Regions from separate parts of the Zea mays genome. Here region 2 is linked to region 1. A link is a contact called in public Hi-C data. All regions are on one chromosome and are shown on one strand. Each heading gives the region's core, a stretch centred on a gene start, on an enhancer-like site or on the middle of the called end of the contact. The rest is flanking DNA. Distances are from core to core; before and after follow the strand shown.

Evidence for each region. A called contact is a pair of places that touch in the nucleus more often than the background predicts.
Region 2: a Hi-C map of ear shows a contact between it and region 1, with 2.1 times the contacts expected there. The contact joins the promoter of LOC100282616 here to the promoter of LOC100383807 in region 1. A contact is called at or near these places in 3 of 25 Hi-C or Micro-C datasets (ear, endosperm and tassel).

Annotation. Positions count from the first base shown.
Region 1 is chr4:87,766,813-87,770,562 of Zm-B73-REFERENCE-NAM-5.0, reverse strand. LOC100383807 reads left to right here and starts at 1,541. Exons shown (of 8, transcript NM_001362147.1): 1 at 1,541-1,961. The coding sequence starts at 1,675.
Region 2 is chr4:88,371,140-88,374,500 of Zm-B73-REFERENCE-NAM-5.0, reverse strand. It overlaps LOC100282616 (DCN1-like protein 4), which reads left to right and starts at 1,278. Exons shown (of 10, transcript NM_001155524.1): 1 at 1,278-1,508; 2 at 3,095-3,175. The coding sequence starts at 1,457.

The sequences.
Region 1 (3,750 bases), core at 292-2,791:
TCGTTGTGTACGCGAGTTTCTGATCTTGGCACGTACATGGTTCGCATTCGGTTTGCCTTTCAAAACCGGGTGTGACAGACATTTACCATGTCCATGTTGATTGAACTCTAACGTGGCTAGCGTGTGGCGTACCACATGTACAAAAAATAGATTATTTATTTAAACTTTTCTAATGTAACAATAATGTTGGTCACTTGTTCTCAAATGTTGTGAATCAAGAACAAGGCAACACAATTGTTAAAGATTAAGAACCTTCGTCCTTCGAAACATTATCTCCTTTCGAATATAACGATCTTTGGATGAAGGTCATGAAGGACACACCTTCATCATTCATAAGAATAATAGTTCATAGAGACAATATATGTTGTTCATTCATTCATTCATATATTTATTTTATGATATACATATGAACATTAACAAAAATTTATATTATGTTGATACTTTCGGCTTGTTTGAAGGTGCCAATGCGAGAGCAATTACAATCCAGCGTGAACAGTACGGGGTACTGTTCATCTATTTATAGGCAACCACAATGGTTCATACGCTATTACATTTATGCCCTCAACGATTACATACAGAGTTTACAAAATATCACAAGGTAACATCACCATTTGTATTTAATAACTTGAGCAACACCTCCTTGCATTGTCTCATTGCTTCGTCGTGACGAAGCTTGCTTGATGAAGCGTGCTTCGTTATACTTCTCTTTCGTTATACCGAAGCCACGTTGTCTACCTGTTTCACCGTGACGAAGCTTGTCAGACGAAGTTTATTTCGCTCCTCTTGTGTTATTCCGAAGCTTTTCTGATGATGAAACTTCTGTAATATTCAGTAGTACGCTGAAAGCAAATGGTTAGTCGTGTTTTTGAGAACCTTCGGAAGAGGAAGGCCCCCAACAAATAATATAATAAGCCGTTTGGATTTATTCATTTTGTAGGAATTAAAGTTTACTTAATAAAGTAGTCTATTTGGCATTTTGGCTTGGAATTTAACATTCCATCACTTTCTAAAGCTCAGATATAAACTTATCTTTAATTTATGGGGTGTAGTATGAGAAATGATTGATCATTTATATATCAACGGAATATGTTTCTACTCTGCAATTTATAAAACACTCTTCGGCTCACTCCTCTATAGTAAAAATATAGCAAATAAATATCTCTCACATATTGCTAATAATAGTATATAAATATATTTCAAAAGAATTCATATTAGCTTAAATGTTTTTTTGTCTTAATTATTATTATTAGAATATAATTCAATTCCAAGGATCAAACGGCTAAGGGTAACGGTAGGAGTTATAATCGGAGAGGTAGCGTTTTTTAAAAATAATAACCAGTTAAATTTCCTGAATTTTAGCGAGGGACTTAGGAGGACGGCCCTGAAATTTACGTTAGGCTACAGCCCAACTCTTCTTATGTTCTCTAGTAGAGAGAAAAGCAGCCCAACTCTTCTGCTCTCAATAGAGAGAAAAGCGGCCCAACTTTGTGCGGCCCGCTACACCACTGACTGGCATTCGGCTCGGCGACTCCGAACGCAACGCCGATCGTGCGCCTCCTCCCTCACCGCGCGCCGCCGTCGCTGCCATCGGTTCCTTTCAACCGGTGGATCACCCCGCTTTCCATAACCGTTTATCCTTGGTTGTGCTCAGCGTCTGGTTCCGCCATTGGTCCCATGGCTGCCCCGCGCGCCGCGGCGGCGTCGGCGAAGCAGGTGACGAGGCAGAACTTTGCGGAGGCCGTGCTGGAGCTGAGGGCCCACCTGGAGGCATGCGACTACGTGGCCGTGGCGGCGCAGAAGACCGGTGCCCCGACGGGATGGCGCCGCGCGTTGCCGGTGGACACTGCGGAAACGGCGTATCTCAAGGCCAAGCTCGCCGCAGAGTCCTTTCAGCCACTCCAGATCGCCGTCTGCCCCTTCAGGCAGCGCAACTCTTACCCGTCTACCCTCGTCGCCTACCCGTAAGGATTTCTCTCTCACTCGTCGTCCACATGAAACATTAACAATTGGCAAGGTGGTTTTGCTATTTGTTTGGGCAATGTTTGTGGACGTGTGGTGCATAAACCTATTGTTGCAGGCTCAGCTTGAGGAATTTCGTCAAACACCTTTTGTATCCATATATGGATGCTGCTGCTTTTTCAGATTGTAGTATGAAACTATGAAACATGAATATTGTAACATCGACATTTTCTGAAGTTTAGTTGGTCTGTAGCAGTTAACGAATACTCTCTGGTCACAAAAAACTGTTTAGGACAAGGTTTGGGCTAGGGATGAAAACGGTAATTATTCGGATATCAATTTTTTTGTCTTTTTTCTTTAATTGTGAATAAATAGAATATAGAATCAACTATGTAAATTCATATTATTGTTTTTATCATTGAGCTTGTAAAGATTCATAAAAATTAAACCACAAATTTATCATATATTTCTCTCAAATGATAGATATAAAATTTGGTATGGATTCGAATACAAATTTGGTTATTTTTTCACCGTTTTTGTTGTATGGGGAAAATAATGCATAAAACAATTTATGCAAAATTTTGTTCATATTTTTAATAATGTGCTTGATAACATAAGAAAAGATTAACATCAAATTTTATATATATCTATTTTAAAATATTAAATTTGTTCTAACAATTCGGATTACCACTTTCATCCCTAATTTGGGCAAAACTTAAAAACTACAAAACATCAATTACTATTACATTTTAGTTTTGAAACCTCTGGGTTAAATGTGTAAATTCATACTTGTTGGGTTCTGACACGTGGACCCAAGCACTCAAGCAGGTGAGAGAACAGTGCTCAACAAAACGGAAAGTGGGGGTGCTCAATGTCTTGTCAAGTGTGTCCCATCCGAGAGCTGGACAGGGTATTTCTAGGGTAACTATGGGGCTAGTGCCTAAAGTACATTTGTACCCTTAGTTACCTACTACATCCTTGGAATATACTATACAACGGGGTAATTATGAAATAATAGTAGCCTAGATCTAGTTACAGCAAGTGTTGTACCCACGGGTGTGACTGACGGGTGGGCCTGCCTTGCATGCAGAGGACCCACCAAGCCTCCGCTACCCATCTTAGCCTTCTAGTCCCAAGTCTTGGAGGCCTTCGTCTTAGAGGTCGCTCCGTCAGCCCGTCCTCTGATTTGATGCCGAGGGTAGACGATTACCTTTCGTTTCATCCGGGTCCTCACCTCGGTCTCCGCAGACCGCATCAGAGGAAAGACATGTTAGGGGCGAAGCCCTCGAGGTCTTCGATCTCTTGAGCCCGAAGCCCCAACTGTGGATCTAGCCTTCATTGCCCACAGACCCTGACTAGGATCAGTGGACCCTTCGTGCCTTCGTTGCCCGCAGACCCCGACTGGGATCAGCTGACCCATCGCGCCATAGGAGGGGGACTTCGCATACACGGCGAAGTCCTTGTTCTTGGACTTGTCCATATTGTGTTGATGTCGTGCATTCATAGACAAGGTTAGTGTGCGGTTAGAGTGGGATGATCGAGATCTAGTTCGGCCTTCGTCCCAACGATACTCAAAATACTTGCAAGTCTCTTAGAATTTGAAGGATTTTGAAAACGTTTTCTTAAAGAACGTAGTGGTCAAAGATACACATCAAATGCTGTGCAAAGTCAAATGTGTATAGTATTTTTGACTGGAGGTAGTACATCCATATTATGTCTGAAGAGGTTTAGCTAGATTTGCTATGTGAGAAACTGCTATGCATGGGAGTTGACTTGAGGCCACTAGATTGT
Region 2 (3,361 bases), core at 29-2,528, 600 kb before region 1:
TATATAAATCCTTCTTCATTATTTGTTGTGCTTATGAAGGTGTGATCTTCATAACCTTCGTTCGGAATCCATTATATCCCAAGGGAAATAATGCTTCGAAGGACGAAGGAATATAACATTTAACAATTTCTATGTTGCCTTGTTCTTAATTCATAGCTGTTAAGAACAAGTCCCCAACAGGGCATACACATGTACGGCCTACGACATCCTCAACACTGTGATATGGGACCCACCAGAGCCTGCATTGAGAACAAGGTTCTTCAGATGGGACTCGGCGGAGCGACACACCATCTCGCGCGTGTGCCTACGCACGCATCAGAAGGCGACATCACCAAAAGAGCTCCGATGAATAGTAGGCCCCACTCTCATCCATTGTAACCAACCTCACTCCATACAAGCCTCCTCCTTGAACTATAAAAGGGGGACGACAAAATAGGAACATGGGGCAAAATTAGGCTAAACTATGCTCTTCTCTCACTCACTCTCTCACCTACACACCTTGTAACACGTTTTAGGCCCACCGGCCCCTTAGAGGAATACAAGATCAACACTACACTGAACGTAGAGCACTTGGCTGAATCAATATAAACCCTCTCGAGTCACTCGACTCACCATTCAGAGTTTATCCGTGCTAACCTCCTCTGTCGAATCATAAATTATACTGTGTCCCCGGTTTCCGGAACCACGACACTACCCTACAAAAAAAATAATTTATATAGGGGAGGGGCATGCCACCTCTCCCTCTAGTGGTACCACTAGGTCATCTCTAGAACCCTATGCGAAGAAAGTTTAATTTTCTATAATTAAATCTATGTTGTCCATTGTTAGGAGACAATCACCATTTTACATTTTTTGTTCATGAATATAGTTTTAAGATTTTAAATATTTTTAAATGTGAAATTGAAAAAGGTTGTGAGATCTTGGTAAAAACGGATCCGTTAAAAGTAAGATCTCAGTCATGTTTACACGACCACACCTAAGACTGGTTTGATGACCATGGAAATAAGAGAGAAATTCTTTTCATATTTAAAATTAAATAGTAAGAAGATTTTTCTTCTTCTTTTCTTTGGTCACTAAATTAGCACCTAATGTTATTTTAGAGAGTGTTTGTTTTTTAATAAAGTTTAATTCATATCGTACGAGTATTAAATAGGCACCGCGTAAGTATGCAGTATGCTGAAATAGTCTGCGGACCTGCGGTGGCCCGTGTATCCATCCGGGCCCGCACGTGGGCCGAATCCTATAAGAACAAAGGGTTCCACCTCCACCAGCGCCCCTCCTAGTCTTCCACTCTTCCTCCCCTTCTCTCCGGCTCCCCCGAGGCCCCCGACAGCGAACTCGGGACTCGCCAACCGAGAAGGAAGAACTAGTCGCGAGGTGAAGAGGAGAACCTGAGGTGGTCCCGAATCAGAGACGGAAGAAGGTGGGTTCAGGAGCAAGCCAGCCTGCCGCCGCCATGAGGCGCACCTCGAAGAAATCGTCGTCGTCTACGGCGACCGCCAGCGCTGGTAACGCCCCACCCCTGGATCCCTCCCTCCTTCCCCTAGTTCCTTGATCGGCTCGCTAGTTCCGCGGATGGGTTTCTGTTTTCCCGATTGGATGCGGGTTTCCTCTGGAAGATCCAATCTCGAGGCTGCGCTGTGCTGGAGCGCACTCGATAGTACGGTTTTTCGATCGTCAAATTCGGTATGTGGGAGCTATGAATCGTCCATCTCGAGATTGGGAGGGTGTGGTGGTAGATTCAGGCTATTATTTTGGCGATTTGGCGTTGTGGTGGTTGTAAAAGGGTTCTTGAATCTTGGGCTGAATTTGATGTGGAATTCGCCTTGGATTCCTTCTATCTGATGGTAACAGATGTGTCTTCGTTGTAAAAGGATGCAATCTGCAGGTCTATTCTTTGCCAATCTATGTGAATTTATTTGCATGTAAAGATAAAGAGCAAAAACTCGCACTAATGACTCAATTTACTGCGTTTCTTGTGATTTCTAGACTATGAGAACCTTAGATTGCGGTTTTAGGTGTGAACTGTATGCTTTCCCCTCAAATTAAGGAAGTATTTGTTAGTTGTTATCACTGTGTTGGCCATATAACCCCTTTTAGTTAAGAGCATCTCCAACAACGTGACCTATAGAAATGCCCTATAATTTAAAAATAAGTATATTTTATAGACTTTAGGGCACCAACAAAACATCCCGTTCCAACGGTAAAGCCTCAAATCTAGATTATAAGGCAGCACACTACGGTGTAGTATATTTGAGGCACTTGAGAGTGTGCCCTATAATTTTTTAACCAAATTTTATAAAATGAGGAACTGTTGGAGTAGTTTTTTCTACGTAGAGCCTCATATTTCAATTTGAAGCACTAATTTAAGGCATTGTTGGAGATGTTACTAGGTTGATAACTGCAGGAAGTTAAATTTCATGATTGAATCTTTCTTCGGTAATTTTGTGTGATGGTAAGGAACTACAAGAATGGCTTTCTTTTCATAATTAAGATGATTAACCTAATTTGTATGTGATTGCAATTAACACTAGCTTGACATTGTGCTCTTCTTCTTTTGCTTTCTCACTTAACCCAGATCCTCTTATGCTGGCTCATCTCCCAATTGACCTGTTTGCCTTTTCTCTTTGTGCATGGGCATTTAATTAGCTCTCATGATTTCACACGGTACTTTCTAATATTCAATTACACTGCATGAATCCTTGAATTTGAGAAGCTTAATCAAGTTCTTATCATGTAAATACAAGTTCGTTAATTAATTCCAAATAATCTACCCATCAGCTGATCTTGTGCTTGGTTAGTTTTAGCTTTCATTTTTACTACATCTACCCATCGTAGGGCAGGCCTGGTGTAGTGACAAGAGCTGTCTCACTGAATCACCAGTTCGCGGGTTCTCTCCCCATTTGAGTGGAGAAGGCTTGCCTCGGTTTATCCTTCCCCGGACCCCATTCTTGTGGGAGCCTCCAGCACTGGGTCTCCTTTTTTTAACCATCTCAGTATATTGTTCATCAAATGCATTGGAGTGGGGGATCCTGTGATCTCTGTTTTAGGGTATAAATATATGAATGAATACTAAACAAACAACTATATTTAGGTGTGGAACAAGTAAATGAAAAACAAAACAGAAAAAGAAAAGGAGTCAGTACAAACCTGACCAGCAGGAAAGCACAACGTGGTGAGCTTCACTGATTCCTTTTCTTCATCAATTAATTGTAAAATTGCTTGTTTTTTTTCTATCTTGGTGTGCTAAGAGTGTGCATGATTATATTTCTAGTTTTCTACATGCATGGATTTGTGTCTCCCTACAAAACATGGTCATTGTCGTGTTCAACTACCAGTGTTCTTAGGCTAACCTTAAGCC